Regions from separate parts of the Mus musculus genome. Here region 2 is linked to region 1. Evidence: chromatin contacts called from public Hi-C data. All regions are on one chromosome and are shown on one strand. Each heading gives the region's core, a stretch centred on a gene start, on an enhancer-like site or on the middle of the called end of the contact. The rest is flanking DNA. Distances are from core to core; before and after follow the strand shown. Region 1 has its middle 8.1 kb from the start of Gm32942. Region 2 overlaps Cald1 (caldesmon 1).

Region 1 (6,313 bases), core at 758-3,257:
CTTCTGGCCTTGTCACTGTCAGATGACAGGGTCACAGGGCTGCTGAGCTCTGCCCTTTGAATTCTGATGGCTTCTTGGAGAGAAGAGGAGAAACTCCTAGAAGTACGCCTTATCAATACTCTTGAGTGACCCCAGGTGGCTCTGTCCCCACATGCAGCCAGTTGACAATATGGAACCCTGACACAGGCAGAGCACTGCTGTGCATGCTTAGGGGAGGGCAAGAGCTGTGGAGCGTTTCCATTTCAGAAAGTGGGCGTGTGCATCAACCTGCGATGATCCTATGGTGGCAGAAGTCACCAAGCCATTCCTCATCACCCTCTGGGACATAAAAGGCCACATAAATGCTTCCCTCCTCACTCACCTGCTGGCCATCACCCTTAGTGCAAATTCGCCCCAGTGGACAAAGCACTACTACCCAGAGGGAGGAAGTGATGTGCCCCACCCAGCTGGGAAGCAGCTGAGCTGAGAGTCAGGCTCCAGGCTGCTGAGTTAAAGGGGCTGCTGTCCTGCCTGTACTGCCTGCCTCTGCTTGTGAATTATCGGCAAGAATGAAGTGAGAGAAACCAAATGATCCGAAACTGGGGCTTTAATCCTCTCTGTGATGTAATTGGTGCTTACAAATCATCAGGAGAGCACATGGCTCTGCCTCGTTTTCTACCCCAATGCTGATGATTTTATAGAACTAAATTACGAGAAGAACCTAAGGTGTGCTTTGACCTCCAGCTGGACATGTGTCTCCCTGACACTGTTCTACAGTCTACCCTCCATGCTTTATGTCTGCCCTTCCCATTAAATCTATAACTGTAGGGCATTCTGGTTACAGGCATGAGAGCCGGGGCCAGGGTCAGAGCAGTGGCACCCAGACCTATCACAGTTCCTGTGGGTTGTGTGACTTCTGATAAGTTTCTTTGCCTCTCTTAGAGTTTTCTATGTAAACACTAAGGGGATTGAACCAGATCTCCATCAGCACACAGTGGTGAGGAAGTAACCAAAAGGCCGTTTCTCTCAGCTGCAAACCCTATCCTCTTGTTTCTCTTGGCCTTGTGGGATGTCAGACTACAGAAGAAGAGGAACAGAGGACTGCTGAATTGTTGCTATTAAGGTAGATGGAGAGCCACAGCCCAGGTTTCATAAAACGTCACCAAAGCAGTGACTGGCTATGGATTTTATAAAGAGACTCATATCAGGTATTCAGCCCGAAACCAGGAATAGTGAGATGAACAGGGTCTGAAACCTCAGGTCGCATCAGCTGGGGAGGACTCAGTGATCACCAAGGTCACTTCAACTCTAGTTTGGAAGCCATTTGAATTCAAGTCTCTAGGAGAAGGACTGAGGGGTTGAGGTCTTAACCAAGAAGAGTTTTAGAACCTCTTGCTTACAATAAGGACTAGCTCTCCCTTCTTTATTCCAGGCTGGACCTGTTCTGTGTAGAGAAGAAGAGACCAAGCCCAGCATCACTCCTTCTGGCGAGGCACCATCCCAGGGAGACAGGAAGTCAGCATAGAGTAGAATATGGAGAAATAGTGAGGATGTATGAGTTCCAGGTCTCAGGCTTGAGCCTGTCTGGTTTCCTTTTGCAGATTGCATTAATGCTGGTGTGAAAGGAGACTCAGGTGTCGGTAAAAGACAAAGGTATCAGAGGAGGTGCCCTAGCTCTTCACAGGTCCTATGCTGTAGGTCAGAAGGTGCCTCCACACCCAAGGATGATGCTGAACAGCTTAGTTACCAGAAACAGCTGCCTCATACAACTCTGCAGAGGTCCAGACTCTCCAGACAGCTTTTTCTGAGGTCAAGGACTAAGAATGAACTGCAAATAAAAGGAGCAGCCTTCTCTGTAGCTGGCTTGCTCCAGGTACCCTGGAAGTAGTCAGAACCCTGTCTAGAGCATGGTCAACTTGACTTGGGGCATGCATAAATTAGGAAATATGTAACACTAGACAGTAAAGTAATAGGTCGATTTATTTGCAGAGTGGATAGACAAACTTGGCATTCTGCGTGCTCAGAACTTTAAATATTTACAACTAAGGAGCATTCTCGAATAACCTTCCTCCAGAGACTTTTCTGCAGTGTGGACTTCAGAGAGCCCTTTGCTAAGCCTTCCTGTGATGCCATTCCACACTGATGGTAAATGTTGGCTAGATTTTCCTGGAACCCAGTGGAAACTTCCCAGTAAAGAGAGAGCAAAGCAGAGAGAAGGGCTAAACCTTTTGTAATGTACCACTCTCCAAAGCACTTAGTTTGAGGTGGGTGTTGGAGAGCCCTTCTAGAAAGTAGTGCAGAAATGTGGATTATTTTGGGAACTACAAAACATCCCTGTCCTATTATAAAAGTCCAAGATACCCCTGTTTCTGGTAAGAACTTTTCTCTAGTTAGTACACTGACAGTGTCCCAGAGACCCATATGTCAAAGTCTTTGTGCCCAGGACAGTGCTGTCAAGAGACCGTAGAACCTTTGAGAAGTGAGATGCAGTGGAATTCCTCTGGTCACTCAGGACACATTCCTTAAAGGGACTGTGGGACTCTGGTCTTTTCTTCTTCCTCTCTTTTGATTTCCAGTCATCAGGTTAGCAGTTTGTCCCTGCTGTGTCACCACCACAATGTGTTTATCTCACCACAGGCCCAACTCATGGGCCAATAGGTCATGGACTGAAAACTTCATATCTGGGAGCCAAAATAAACACCCCCTAATCAAATAAGTGGATTCTCTTTGGGGTGAAGGGATGGAGCGGGGGTAAGGCACTTGCTGAACAAACATGGCATCCTGACTTTGGATCCCCAGCAATGGAGTAAAAAGCTGGGTAGTCTCTAATCCCAGTGCTTTGGGAGATGGAGGGGGGAGCATCCCAGGGGATTTCTTACTGGCCGGTCTAGCTGAGTCAGAGGAAGACATCTAATACTGGTCTTTGCCTTCAATGCATTACCTTCCAAAACATGTGTGTGTGTGTGTGTGTGTGTGTGCGCGCGCGCGCATACATTGACAGTGTCCCAGAGACCCATATGTCAAACTCTTTGTGCCCAGGACAGTGCTGTCAAGAGGCTGTAGAACCTTTGAGAAGTAAGATACAGTGCTGTCAAGAGGCCGTAGAACCTTTGAGAAGTAAGATGCAGTGGAATTCGCGCACACACACACACACACACACACACACACACACACACACACGCTTTCATTAAGAATGGTTAAATGCTGGCTAACAGAAGGGTTCTTGGAGACTTTGGTGGGACTGAGAATGACCTGTAGCCTGGCTAGGGGAAGAGCTGACTGAGAACCAGGTAGACCACTGTAGCCCCTGACAAGGCTTCAGGACTCAGCAGTGAGAGTTCACTGGAGCACACTGCACCCAGGGGACAGACCTAGAAGAGTTAAGCAACTCCTTCAAAGTCCCACTAAAGTGATCTGGTGACACTAGAGTTCAAGTGGTGCCTCCCAGACCCCCAAAGCCACACTGTAGGTAGCTGATAGATGGTAAGTGCCAGGGGAGACATCTTTGAGTAATTATGAAAATACTATGATGCTTTTGATTATTGAAGAATGCTTTATGGAGCCTCTGATTCCTTATCTGTAAGGCCAATCACATCCACTCAGAGTACAGATCAGTAGTGAGTTAACAGGAGCACAGAGCTCCCAGCATTGTTTCTCGAATGTAGAAGACTCCTAACACTCAACAGCTGTGGTTTTTATTGTTGGAATAGAAACAAAGAAGTGGGTTAGTAAAGAATACAAAGAAAGGGTGGGAGAATACACACCCACCCACACCCACACACAGACACACAATAAATACACACACACACACACACACACACACACAGAGTCAATCAATGAGCTTTGAGAACGTAAAATACCAACTTCTCTCACTGAGACTTGTCAACTCTTTAAGCCTCCTGACAAATCTTAAGAATTATGTTCAAGGGTGGTTGCAAGAGAATTGATAGTGACGTACCCAGGACTGTTTGGAACAGTCAAGCAATCTGTAGACCTGGAAATGCAAACAATAGGGATCTGAAATAAAAACAGCAACCACCCTCCCCACACACACACACACCTGCCAATTTTCCAAGGCAGAAGCAGAGCCCATCCTTCACTGAACAAGTTGTAAGCATCTACCATGCAGAGCAGCCTGAGCCAGCGGGAGCGCTGCCCCTGGCCGAACAACTCTGCAAAGACCAAAGACGAGCACTGTAGAGTGCCCAGGATCATGGAAGATGGCAGCACAGCTAAGAGTGTGAGCAGAAAAGCTTCCTCCACGCTGATCTTTCCCCCTAAACTCAGGTACATTGTTAGGAAAGTTCCTGCACATAATATTTTACAGAAACCTCAGCATTTGATGTTAAAGCCAGTGCTGCCCACTTCTCCATGTCTAGGTCCCTCTTGGGGAACTTCTGTTGGAAAGATGTGATTGTTCCTAATAGTCAACAGAAGGAGGGAGACATGGTGGGGGTGGGGGTGTTGTTCTTGGCCCTCTTACACTTACGTTTCTGTTGGAGTTCTTTGGAAAAGAATATGAAACAAAATAGTTTACAATTTCAGACTGCCTGTTGGCAAACATTGTACCATTCAGAGACAGCAGTCCCTCTGAGAAGTGAGTCACTAGATCCGGCAAAAGCAGCTTCCACCATCTGAGTATTCTGTAAGCCAGGGACCCTAGACTTAAGAATTTATGAGCCAGAATAACTTAATTCTTCAAGTTGCGGAATGCGGAAGCTAACAAAAAATTGATGGTGTCTCATTTTGCTAAATCATCTGTTGTGAAAATTCCTTCCCATAACATTCCCCAAACAACAAAAACTACAGCTCCACCTAAGTTCCCCTTGGAAATCAATGAATTTATTAGGGTTCATGCATTGTCTAACACTTAGAAAGTTTTTGGTACTTTCAGGGAGACAGTTACTAATGTAAGTCCTCAGAGAAGCTTGCTTTCTTGCTTTCTTGCTTTCTTGCTTTCTTGCTTTCTTGCTTTCTTGCTTTCTTGCTTTCTTGCTTTCTTGCTTTCTTCCTTTCTTCCTTTCTTCCTTTCTTCCTTTCTTCCTTTCTTCCTCTCTCTCTCTCTCTCTCTCTCTCTCTCTCTCTCTCTCTCTCTTTCTTTCTTTCTTTCTTTCTTTCTTTCTTATTTTTTATCAGCTATGTGCTCTTGGGTAAGTATGACCTCAGTGCTTTGGTTACTTTATGCCATAGAAGTCATATGGATCTCTTAGGGTCTTCTGATAAGGAGCATGATAATAATGTATAAGCATTACGATGCACATTGTGGTGGTATATTATTGATATTTAAGGGAGTATATACAGCCTGATCAAATAAGGATTTCTACGAATGTTTAGGCTCGTGGAATGAATTGGAATAAGTTGTCTTGTCTTTGCAAAGCTCTTACTTGTCTTAAAGTGCTACCTAAAAGCGCAGACACACTATTACGACTGGAGGGATTCATAGACGTGCTGGCAACTTGACCAAGACCTTGCAGTTTCTGGCTGTCCCTTCAGCATCAACAAGCACAGGATGCTACTAAGGCTGGGATGGATGGGAGGTGCAAAGTTAAAGTGGAAAGTACGGTGACAGGCATCTGAAGTTTCTTTAGGATTAGCCTCTGATTAACAAATGGAAAATACTTTTGCAGTGAAGCCTTGTCACGAGGCCAGACACCTTTCCTGGATTAACTTTCTCTCGGGGACCCAAGCTTGATCTTGTCTCAGCAATGCATCTCTGGGCTTCGGCATCCACCTGCAGCCAGGCTTTCCAGCATAGTAATCTCTCTAAGCCGTAGGTTTCTAAAAATCAAATTAAAAACTAGATTGCGATAGGATTAAACTGCCCACAAACGCTTAAGTGCCTTCATATTCAACTTATGTTTTAGTTGCAGATGTGTAACTTTTGTGTCTTTCTGTAAAATGCATGCATGTTTAATTAAAGATATGTTTACATATTTTAATCACCAAAAATTGTACACTTTTCTATAAAGTACGTTTACATGTTTATTTGTAGGAAACTCGAACAATGAAGAAAAGCATAAAGAACAAAATAAAAATTACCCATAATCATACTCCATTTTAAACCCATTTTGTAGGTCTTTATATATATTTGTAAACATGTATTTATGTATCATATATGTGATATATGTGATATACACTTTCAATAAAGTCATATTTACAAATGAATAGGAATGTTCTTTTTTGCATGTGTATGTGTGGTATACATGTGGCTCGTGTACATGTATGTAGAGGTCAGAGGTTGACAATCAATATATTTATTGACCACTCTCCACTTTATTCATTGAGTCAGGGTCTCTTGCTGAACCTGGAGCTTGAAGATTTGTCTAGTGAGCCA
Region 2 (6,514 bases), core at 1,458-3,957, 130 kb after region 1:
AAAGCCTTAGCAACTATGATAACTCCCGGTGTTTAGTCAGGGAGAGATCTTTGGAGTAAGACTATTATGGCTTACATTTCAACTCTATCATTATTAACTATGCAGCAATGATCCTGAATCTGTTTCTTTACTTTAAGATGGTGAACACTGAACAAGGTAACACATGCCAAGTCCCTTGGACATAGCAGACACTCAGTAAGCTCTAGACACTACTATGCAATATGTTATTATTTCTAATATACTCATCTCTTAGAAGTGTTAGGGATGGGATAGTACTGGGTGGTCCTGGAAGGAGAGTGAACTGGCCTTTTTTTTCACAGTTACAAGGTCTTCCACATGTGTTAGGATTCATAACACATCTCTTTCCCTTATTCCCTTAAAAGATCAAATAACTATATATAAACCAGATGAGTTGAAGATATCTTAAAAAACTATTCTTCAAGTGCTTTATATTGGGCTGAGGAACCGAGAGACCAGGATAGTTAAGCAACTCATTCAAGATCTGTCTGCTCATTGGTGTTTATGTAAATGCCCTAAAATTGTCCATTCCCTCCATTCTAACAGACTTCCAACTTCCATACTAAACTACACAAGCGAGGCAGAGACAAGTACTAATGTTTTATTTACCACTGACTCATTTTTGAATAAACTCCACAGATCTATTTTTAAATATTTTATTTTAATATCCATCTCCATGGGTACCTGATTCCCTGCCAACCGAGGCTGGAAGAGTTGCTTCCCGTTCCTTTCCCATTGTGAGCATCACGTCCTGTAGCTTTCCCTGCTCTGCAGGTCATTAGATAAATGTTCTGTCTTATCATCCACCACAAAAGACTGAATGGAACACATGTAAGACCACACGAAACACTCTTCATGTTCCCAAGTGTGTAGAAGTGCCTCTCAACCTTATCCACAACACAAAGTATCTGGTGTTCTTCTGGCCTCTTCTAGCATCTACCTAGACCCTCATGTCTCCTAGCAAAGATAGCACTTCTGAAAACACCTTCTGAGTGACCACCCCCAAATCCCGTGGGGACAGAGCAGTGTGGATGAGTTTCAGAATCACAAGCATACAAAAGTCCACACCAGTATTTGCTATTGGAACATTGTTCTCAGAGTTCTATGCAGGGGTCTTCTTCCATGAGCTGTACCTTCAGTCTAGCCATCTACTCTTCATTAAAGACCATCCTCCCCCATCGGTCTCAGTACATTTTCTGCTGCTAATAGAATGATGCAGGTTGGGTAATTTGTAAAGAAAAGAAATTGAGCTGGGTGTGGTGGCCCATGCTTCAGTCCCAGCACTCAGGAGTTCAGAAGCAGGTGAATCTCTGAATTTGAGGCCAGCCTGGTCTATATAATGAGTCCAGGTCAGCCAGGGCTGTGTAGAAAGACCATCAAAATCACACACACACACACACACACACACACACACACACACACACACACACACACACACACAGCACTTGGCTTCTCACAGTTTCTAAGGCTGGAAAAGTCAATACCAAGGTGAGGGCTTCTAGATCCTTTATGTTGTGTGTGATACCAAGTGTTCTGGTCTCTCTTTCTCAGAAAGCCACTGATTCCATCATGATGGCCCTACCATGGTGACCTGGTCTATTCTTGATTATTAGGCTCCCAAAACTCCATTCCAAATTCCATGTGAATTTGGGGATTAGGTTTCCAGTGTATGGACTTTGGGGAGAACTGACATGATCAAACTAGACTACTAACCCTACCTACTCCAGTAGCCTCTATAACATCCTGTTGTTTAGTTTACTTAATCAAAAGTATGCATTGGCTTTAGTTGAGCAGCATGTAAGCTCCATGAAAATAGACTCTCTGTTCATCATCACATTCCTAGTCCTGGAGCAGAGTACTCACTCAATAAGTAAGCAGACTGTGGCTTCAGACAAACCTATCCTGCTTTGTCAACCTCTGGTTTGAGTACTGGCTTCACTACTTCCTAACTGGAAGTGACAAGGAGTCATTAGGCTTGGTGGCCTTAACTTACCACTTAAACACAGCGAACTTTTAAATCCTTATCCTACAAGGTTTTTATAGTGATCAAATAAAGTACAAGTGTGTGATGTGCTAACACAATTCTTAATAAATAATAACTATTACTGTTACTTTCATATAATGAGTACAAAGGATATTATGGATCAAGTATTATTTGCTAGAAATAATAATGTTGACATTCCGGGTCCTAATTCAGCAGTGGAAGGTAACATGTTAAATTAATTCTTCAACTGGTACTTCATGCTGGATAAAGTATCAGCCAATTTTATTAAGTTCCCTAATTTAACCTTTCCAATGGCTCCTTGTTGCAGCAAGACATTACCTGAAACCCTTTCGTGGTATCCATTTGGAAATATTTTGAGTCTGATGACAAGGAGACAATCTCTCCTTTCCTGTCATTACACCCTGGTTCTCCCATAGTGAAAGTTTTCGTGTATAACCCATTTCTCCCCATGCCTGGGTAGATGCTTAATTCAAAGGAGCAATAAATAGCGCCTGGCTGTTTGCCACCAGCTTGCTAGGGACTGGGGAAGGACGACAGGCTCATTCGCCATGTGTCTAGCTCCCTCCCTCCCTTCCTTTACCTCAGTCTTTTCCTTCCTTAAGTACGTCTGGTCTAGACTCAGCTTGGTCTGCAGAGAGCTTGGCAAGGGTTTCAGAGCAGGGTCAGCCAGAATGTCTGTGCTTGGCACTGCACGGTCGGCTCTGGCTAGAAGTGATAAGGTGAGGGATGGTTCCCACGGACAGGGATTGCCTTGAAACAGAGTAGAAAATCCACTCATTTCTCATCTGCAGACCTGCAACCCGAGCACAAAGGGAAAGGCTTCTCTCCCAGTTCTTTTGTTATTTGCTTTGTTTTTCTGTCTCACTCTCAGGACAGTGCACACGCATGCACGCACGCACACAAGGACACTAGGACAAAAAAGGATTTTCCACCTACATTTAGCATACTTCTTTCCCTAGTTTCCTTTTACTCACTCCCTTTTTCAAAAAGTAAGAATGCTGAATATATTAGGAACAGAGAAAAAGAAAGTAGGCAAATAAATGTCGGTCCTGTCAGAGTAGGTGTATGGCCACACATCCTTCTCTGCCTTTACATTTAGGATAACATGACATTTACTTTCTTCAAAATGAAAATGTATGATAATCCCCCCATATACATACATACATACATACATACATACATACATACATACATACATACATGTGGGGGCTTATTCTTATGTATGTGGTACACTGTGGAAGTTGGTGGACAACCTTCCTGTCAAGTCCCACCTTTCCACCATCTTTGACCAGGGTTCAGCAGGCAAGCTGGACAGGCAGTTCGTGGAGATTCTCCTGACTCCAACTCACATGCCCCTGGGCTTACAGACTTTGGGATACTGTCTCTACCTTTATGTGGATTCTGGAGACCTGAACTCAGGTGGTCTAGCTTGTATTCAGCAAGCACCTTTACCTGCTGAGCCATCTCCCCATGCACAATAGCTATTTCTAAACCAGGCCTATGTTCTTCCTTCAGCACTCGACTAATGATGGTACCTGAGGGAGAATCGATATCTGAAATGTGCATTCTAGAGTTGGGGGGATGGCTCAGTGGGTAGCTCACTTGCCTCCAAGCCTGAGGTCTCATGTTCAGTCCCCAGAACCTGCACAGTAGAAGGGGATGACTACAAGTGCCCTCTGACCTCCACTCTACACTGTGGCACACACTCAGAGAATAAATAATAAATAAATATACAAGAATGAATGAATACTCTACATTGACTATAGGTAATTATACTTAATTATTCAATCTTCCATTTTCTTCCAGATAGTCAATAACAGATTTCAAGATCATCAAATCCAACCCACGGGGGTGGACAGTCAAAGGTTCAGAAGTAGACACCTGACTGCTTCTGTGTAAGTAGAGTTTGTTGCTTTGGGCTCTGCTTATAGTACTTATATAACCTCTCTGCCTGATTTGCTGAATTCTTGCATTTAAAGTTATCTCATAAAAACCCCAGCCCTGCTTGCTACTCCTCTTCTTGTTTAGTTAGCACTCAGTGAATCTGATCGACTTTATCAAGGTTTTGAGGAATACTTTCCTGGTTTATAATCTGACTTTCTGTTATTTCTCTTTCTTATACATGTAATTTGTTTGCTTGTTCCTGATACAAGCCCTGGCTAGCCTGGAACTCACTTTGTAGACCAGGCTAACCTTTAGCTCACAGAGATCTGCCCGCCTCTACTCTCAAGTGCTGGGATTAAAGGTGTAAGCCACCGTGTATAACTTCATGTGTGATTTCTTAAGACACATGAACTGTTCACTAACTATGACTGATACTGTAGTCTTAAGGGACTAAAGAGGATGCCTCTGCCTCACCTAAGCTCATCGTTGGGAAAAGGCTAGCGATTTCAGGAGTAATGGATCACCTACCCTTTCAAACAAGTGGCTCGCTCACTCTTCTGTTGCTGTAATAAACCAAGGTCAAAAGCAATGAGTAGATAAAAGTGTTTATTTTAGCTCACAGTTCGGGAGAGGTCAGAGTCCATCATGACAGGGAAACGTAGCAGCAGGCAGCAGGAACAGGAAGCAGAGAGATCACATTTCAAGGGTAACAAACTGGGAGGTGAGCCTGAAATGGGGTTGATATGCAACCCTTCAAAGACGCCCTCCAGCAGCAAGGTTCCACATCCTAAAAGTTCTATAGCCTCCCAAACAACATCACCAGTGACTATGTGACTATAGGGCATTTCTTATTTAAACCACCACAAGTCTACCAGTAGAAGCAGCCACTCGAGGAGCACAGAAGGGCTTTTCTAAGATAGGGTGTGGAAAACAAAGGAAATGGAGGGGGGGGGCGGTGCCTTAATTCAAAGAAGGGTTTTTGGTTTGATTTGGTTCTTGACTTTCGGTTTGCTTGTTTGCTTGTTTGTTTTCAGAAATTTAGCACCATTCAGACAATTACTGTCTCAGGATTCTTTCAGCTGTACCTTATTCACCCTGGGTCCTTTCTCTTCTTCATATCCTTGGTTCTCTTTTAGCAAAACCTCTCTTGGGGTAGGGGTGTGTGTGTGTGTGTGTGTGTGTGTGTGTGTGTGTGTGTGTGTGTGTGTGTCTGTATTTCTATGTTTGTGTCTGTGTGTATTTGGACTGTGTGACTCTACAAACTCCTTCTCTGTATACCCCCACCCTTTGCAACGCCAGCTCTCTTAAAGTACTCACTCCCATCCTTCTCTCCTTATGGTCCTAAAGTAGCCGAGAAGGAGGTACCCATTGTTGTGGACCTGTTCCCAAAATGCCACTGACACTTGATTCTGGAACTTATACAATTTCTACTTCTATAAAATAAGAAAATTGGAAGAAAAAAAAAAGCTGCACTGGGAAAATCCAGTGAATGGTGGCCCGTGGCCAGCAGAGGTGCCTCCCAACTGTGTTTCATTAAGTTCAGGCACCTAACAGACTTGAGGGAAAAGACCACTTTTCCTGTAAGCACGTGAAAGACACGCTTTGAGTTGTAAGCACCTAGAAGCCTTTGCTCTTGTTTCAGGCAGCATGAATGGGCAACTTCATAACCACTGTGGGCCAATATGTTAAGAAACAGTTGAGGCTCCAGATGGAAAGAGAAGTTTAGGAATTTATTTTCTTCCATTTTCCTTGGATTTCACAGAATGAGTTTCCCTGGACAGCCTTAACAAAGTATTCTGTCTCTTAATTAGCTCAGATTTTCTCCAATGTGAATATATATACATTCATAAGATGATGTTTTCTTATGAATTTCTGGGAGTGGTTATAAAATGAGGCTTATGGGAGAAGGCCTGGAACGCACCTCTATCCAGAAGTCTCCCCTAAAGGAGGCTCCTTCCCTCTCCTTTTCATGTGTCACAAGGCAAGTCCACAGAGAGCCTAGGTGTAGCCATGTTTGTCTAGAAATTGAGGAGACAGAGTAACATGGCTTCCCAGGGTCTTCCCACCTTGTGGTTGGTTAGCCGTATAAGAATAAATTCTTGTCCCTCATATGGAGACTTGTCAGCTTGGCTAAATGATGGGGTTTCCCTGGCTAAGACATTGCCTTCAGCCTTCAGAGGAAGCTCACGAGAGCACACACCCCTGCCCAGCACAGCTTCTAACAGAAGAGGGTGCCAAGGTTGGTGGATAGAGTGTGGCACAGACAACAGGAAGCAAGGCAGATGGTGGTGCCAGGAGCCCTGTTGATAGTGAGCGTTCAGCCAAGAGAAAGGAACGACCAAGCTTATCTGAAACCACACTCTCAAGGTCTCACCTGGCATTCCAAGATGGTATACTCTGACTCCACAGACTTCCAAACTCTTCTCACTCGCCTGACTTGGAGCCACAACCATCCAGTAAAATTTAAGTAGAACAAATATTCAACTTGGATGGGGGTGGGAGGGGGAGCGGTGGGTTGAGACAGTTTCCTTCCTACTATTCTCTATACCCCTAGTTCAACAATGCCAAATTAAATCTAGATTCTTTTTCAATGGAGTTTTCTGAGAG

The links. A called contact is a pair of places that touch in the nucleus more often than the background predicts.
Region 2: a Hi-C map of liver shows a contact between it and region 1, with 2.2 times the contacts expected there. The contact joins two enhancer-like sites. A contact is called at or near these places in 16 of 484 Hi-C or Micro-C datasets (the C2C12 cell line, adipose-derived mesenchymal stem cells, bone marrow-derived dendritic cells and 7 more) and 5 of 115 datasets of contacts at active chromatin or transcription factors (bone marrow-derived macrophages and embryonic stem cells).

The regions. Positions count from the first base shown.
Region 1 is chr6:34,525,699-34,532,011 of GRCm38.p6, forward strand. No RefSeq gene overlaps it. Among named protein-coding and RNA genes, the nearest start is that of Gm32942, 8.1 kb to the right of the region's middle. Within about 2 kb of position 2,008, at least 11 of the 459 cell types and tissues checked have an H3K27ac peak or open chromatin away from gene starts, as enhancers often do. A contact at or near this core is called in liver, where this site is marked.
Region 2 is chr6:34,658,299-34,664,812 of GRCm38.p6, forward strand. Cald1 (caldesmon 1) reads left to right here. Exons shown (of 14, transcript NM_001347100.1): 2 at 3,830-3,918. Among named protein-coding and RNA genes, the nearest start is that of Gm13861, 7.6 kb to the left of the region's middle. Within about 2 kb of position 2,708, at least 21 of the 459 cell types and tissues checked have an H3K27ac peak or open chromatin away from gene starts, as enhancers often do. A contact at or near this core is called in liver, where this site is marked.